Linked DNA regions of Cydia pomonella: region 2 is linked to region 1. Evidence: chromatin contacts called from public Hi-C data. All regions are on one chromosome and are shown on one strand. Each heading gives the region's core, a stretch centred on a gene start, on an enhancer-like site or on the middle of the called end of the contact. The rest is flanking DNA. Distances are from core to core; before and after follow the strand shown. Region 1 holds the start of LOC133521925 (synaptogyrin). Region 2 holds the start of LOC133521909.

The links. A called contact is a pair of places that touch in the nucleus more often than the background predicts.
Region 2: a contact with region 1 is called in a Hi-C map of whole body, with 2.3 times the contacts expected there. The contact joins the promoter of LOC133521909 here to the promoter of LOC133521925 in region 1. A contact is called at or near these places in 2 of 2 Hi-C or Micro-C datasets (both in whole body).

What each region holds. Positions count from the first base shown.
Region 1 is chr10:5,807,307-5,809,970 of ilCydPomo1, forward strand. LOC133521925 (synaptogyrin) reads right to left here and starts at 1,346. Exons shown (of 5, transcript XM_061857066.1): 1 at 736-1,346. The coding sequence starts at 837. LOC133521915 (caskin-2) reads right to left here. Exons shown (of 11, transcript XM_061857040.1): 11 at 2,594-2,664.
Region 2 is chr10:6,261,283-6,263,946 of ilCydPomo1, forward strand. LOC133521909 reads left to right here and starts at 1,318. Exons shown (of 5, transcript XM_061857028.1): 1 at 1,318-1,601; 2 at 1,683-1,847. The coding sequence starts at 1,579.

The DNA of each region.
Region 1 (2,664 bases), core at 96-2,595:
AATTTAACACAATTAAGAAGGTACTGTGGAAAATGAATGTCTCTGAAACTGTACTTACCATAATTTAAAAAAAATGTTAGGTTCTGCCCAGCTTAAACCACATTTTTTATAACTAGGACATTATTTGAATCAATTAGTCAGAAAAACAGCTTAAGATTTATAGAACATGTTTTAAAATAAACACAGAACCATTTATTTTAATTTCAATTGAATAAATTGTAATTAGGTTTCAATTAATAAATGTATGTTTATAATTTGAATCACTTTTCTATTTTTATGACTGTTATGAGACCTTGGCCACACTATAACTTTTATGAACAAATGTTTACATAACTTTAATCCAAATATACCTGAACAATGGCCATAATTAAGTTCTGACAATAGCCATTATGTGTTTAGCTACCGTGAAGTTTACTTATTCAATACACGTTCAAAGGTGGTCATGTGATCAACGTGAAAATGCATTTAAATGTAAGAATATGCATCTACATGTAATTTGATATGCTTTAATAGTAGGTATTGTTACTAGTAAAATAATTTATTTTTTTATTAAAAATAACCATATACGTATAAAACTAAGTTTTAATTTGGAATCTTTAGTGGGTGTGTTCAAGGAATAATCTTAAAAAAATAATATAAACTTTTAAAAACAAATATAAAACGGGTATCAACACAGAAATGTTCATGTTAAACGTTTCATTGATTATATTAGCAGGTGTAACGTAAATGACATACCCAACAAACCGCCCTGACGATTACAGGAGGTCTTTGAATGAAGGCTTGAGGGTCGAACGCACCCCCAGCTTTCCCTCCGCCGTATGCACCGGTCGAATCCATTATTGCACTTTTCTAATTACTTTCAATACCTTCCACACCAACTCTTAACGTCCATTAAAAGCTCAAAGACAATATGACCTCCCCAAACTTCGAAAACCAATTTGTATTATCGATCGCGCACACAACATTCGCTAGACGTATGACATCAGGAAAATCTACAACAACTCTGTTCTCTGTGGTTACGCTCCGACATTGATCGGCCATGGCTCGCGCTCATTGGCCGAAATCATAGCTGTCGAGTTATTGGCCAATCGTAAAGCGGTAAACAGGTTTTCAGGAAAGCGGCAGTGAATGAAAATGTAGGTTGCGGAGGACAACCATAGTACTACTTACAGTTTTTCAAGATGATAGGGAAGTGTAATTTAGGTAAATTCCGTTTATCGGTTTTTCTCAGGTTCTACTGTAACTTTTATTTAGGATAATTGTAAGTTGTATTGGTATTATATATTTTCTTCTTTTTACAATAGTTTTTTGGCTGTCAGCTATTTTTACGTTTCAGAAATTGGAAAACTCATTTGACCTAGGTATCTCTAGGCATCTAACCTATTTGGTCCCACTCTATTATTACCGACTTGTAATGATCGCTCCGGTTTGATTTTCTATCCGAAAATAATGTGCGATTGTGTGTAATAAATTACACATACCTATATTTGTTTTGAATGTGTGTAGTGGGTTAAGTGGGTGCTTAAGCTTACCTACCGTCCTACCGACATATATATAAGGGTTTCGATAGAGCTCGAGGTCTACCGGCTCATGTAACACTTGTCCTACTATTTTGATCATAGGTACGATTTGTTTTTAGACTATTCTCGGTTACCTCATGTATTGGTGGTAGTAGTTAAGTTTACTAACTTCAGTTAACTTTTAGTCAGTAGGTACGTAACTACGCCTTATTGACGCAAATGCGGCTCTACAAGTCTACATTAAGTACTTTTGTGTTTTTTGTTTCACTATACTAAGGAAAACAATGCAACTCAAATATTCAGGCTAATAATGTCAAACCAAATCGTAACGGATGAAGAATCTTTTGTTGTTTGCTCTGTATCTGCGATATATATGAAATTTTGAGGAAAAGGTTCTTTTGTAAACGATGGTTATTCTGAATACATAATTACTTCATTTAAACGATACATGCGTCCGTAGCTGTATAGCCCTATGCGAAAGAAGATACCTCATCCACACACGCGGCAGGTGTATGCTCCCCCAGGTGGGCGAGGGTTGGAGGCCTGCTCGTGGCGCCTCATGCGTTTCTATTTTAAAAGTGTAAACCAGGCGTCGTCGTGCTTGGATTCATCATTATGAATACGACGCTACATGATTCGGCTTTTGGCCAGTTTTTGCAGTTTTTTCTTTAGTATATAACATCTATTTCAGATGATAATATGCTAGTGTGTTGATATTGTGTCATAAAGACAAGTTAATATTTATTGTAGGCTGGTAATCGGATCGTCAACGAAATTCATACCTAGTTACTTCTTAAACGAAAGAAAACCATAAAAACCCTATAGTCGCGTTTACTTCATAAAATTTGAGTTGTTGTTGAATCGTTCAGAAAGAATCAAGTAACACTCAATATGATGAAAATTATGCGATATAATAATTGTTAAAAATTGTCATATAATTTTTTTTTGCGAAATGAAAAATCAAGAGACTACTCTATTCATGATACTTTACTTTTACTCATGAAAGGGAATTATTCTGTGTAGAGCCTAAATAGGGGAAGCTGTTGTGCGGTAAAGGTAAATGAAGACTCACATTTTAGAATATTACAAATATATTTATTCAAATAAGAACTCAACTATAAATAAGAATGTAATAAGCTGCTCC
Region 2 (2,664 bases), core at 68-2,567, 450 kb after region 1:
GGATCCAGGTTCGTCGTCATTGGTCATGTTATGGTTATGACGGGCTTCAAACTCTTCTAGTATTTTCGTTTTAAGCTCATCTGGCTTAGGAAGAGTGTCACGCGCTTCTATAGCGACTCTGAAGTTCTCATATTCGGGGGAAAGACTGTATAACATCATGATGGTTAATAAGTCTTCGTTTATAGTAACATCCATATCAGCCAGCTTGTCAACTGTGTCCATAAACTTGTTCAAGTGTGCTCGTACATCTTGGTTGTCTAATTTAGTCAGGATCAGCTGTTTAAGTAGGGTCGCTTTACGAGCAGGTCCCGTACTGGCATAAGTATTCTTTAATTTGTCCCATACTTGTTTTGCAGTGCCGCAGTTTTTAATTTGTTTAAGCTCGGACGGAGCGATAATTAGGATGAGCTCAGATTTCGCTAATCTATCCTTTTCTTTTTCATCGGCAGATGCATCAGCAGTCAAGGCTTTCTCAACATATTTAAATAATTTATGTCGTACTAGGACGGCTTCGGCTTGAATTACCCAAGTGTCGTAATTATTATTCGTGAGTGGATCGATTTTTATGTTCGACATTTCGACTTGGTACTCACAGTTTCACCTCTGCTACCATATAAAGATCTCACCTTGAAGTGTGACTGTGGCGTAAGTGAGAACTTTGTTTATTCATAATAGAAGAAAATGAAGCATTTTATAATTATATATTTAATAAGTCTTAGTACAATTACTTAAATATGTTTTTGAGAATATTGATGTATCATTTGACAGACATATTTTTCCTTAGATAATTGCCTCCACGGCAACGACTGTCATAGACAATTAGTCTTCTAAAAATAAGAAGGTATGTTAAAGTAGAACATACTTCACAAATTACATTCAAAAAGTGAGTGTAGTTTAAGTGGTAACGAAAGACATATTATAATTGCGTGGTTTTGTTTTTAATTATGTGAATGGATCATACACATTTACATTATATGGGTGCTGTCATGTGTCAAATATGTGATGTTAGAAAAATCTCACTATAGGTGGTTATCATCCCATTCGTCCCAAATTTTAAATTCACGCCTTTTTCTACTGACAAATTTGTTTAACCGGCTATAGCTCTGTAACTCTGTTATTAAGAAATAGTTATGTGTTGATAAATATAGTTTAGGCGTCTATAGGCTACGGTGACTGCTTACCATCAGGCGGGCCGTATGATTGTTTGCCACCGACGTGGTATAAAAAAAATTACGTATATATATAGTTTGAATAAGCCGTTTCCGTCAGTAAAGAAAACGGTAAATTGAAAAAATATAGGCGCAAAGGGTTGATTTCTTCTACTCACAAATGAGTTTGCCAGATTATAGCAACCGCCTGTAGAGCCCAATAGTGTATAGCCTTTTTAATTTTCGTGCACACGCAACACTGTTCTTTTTTTGACAGACGTCATAAAAACAATAACCCTTCGTTGGCTTCGTTGTCGGTGTAATGTATTTGCGTTAATTGCGTTAGTTATAAAATGAATTATTACACGAATAAGTGTAATATTGTTGACAATTGTTGTTTCTACCTATAAATAAGTTTACTATTGATAATATGGATAAGTTTAAGATGCTATCGTAAGTATAGTTAAACAACGTTTATCATGTTACTACGAGGATTAAATTTGCAAAAATTGATAACGGTTTTAATGTTTTTAGCGGTGAGGAGCTTGTTATTCAGGGAGCGAAAAAGGTCAATAGTTCTTTACCTGAGTTAGGCTTGAAGGATATAATCCCTAATGGTTCTTGGTTGGAACAAAAACAGATACAGAGTTCATTGGAAGCTCGTAGGCACATCGTAGAAGTCGAACGCATAGAAAAGTGGTAAGTATTTTTTTATTTAATTACGGAAATGATAAATATGCGGTTAAAGAAGTGTTTTTACTCAAATTTGGTGACATTAAATATTGATTCATTGTCACTGTATAATGTTCCTACTAAGTACTACTGATAATCTACTAACCACATTTGGGAAAATTCTAAAATGGTTTATTTTTAAAAAAATTTGCCATTTTGCCTTTTTAATTTAAACTCCCTTTTAAAGATAATACTACGTAATACTGAAGTCAATTAAATAATACCTATATAACTGAAACAACTCTTGAATAAAGGTTAGTAATGGGCTATATGGTGCCTTAGTCTCAAAAGCAGCCTTTCCATGGGGCATTCCACAAAGTCAACTTTGTTGGGGACATGGTGCATATGGCAGCTACCTTAATAACCTGCAGAAATCTGTATCACATGCTAAATTTAAAGCTAAGTTATCAAACATTATCATGCGTTATATCGGCTTCTTAACTTAAGTGAGGTTTAGAAGTGAGATTTACGAAGAATTTTCATTACATTGCGGTATCTGATCAACGTTTTGAATGCAATTAACCTTAGTCGGCAATGTAACATAAATTGCATGCAAGTACAGTTACATCTGAAAATATTGATACAAAAAATGTGTCAGAAATATGTATACACTACCTTAATATATGGGCAATAAAGTAAAGTCGTACATATTTTTGGCACTTTTTTTGTATCAATATTTTCAGATGTGACCGTACTTGCTAGTCTATGTCTCGCTTTAGCTTTATCAGAAGTGTTAAAAAACTATGTCACACACCCAACACTTTTCTGGATTGCCTTAGAAATT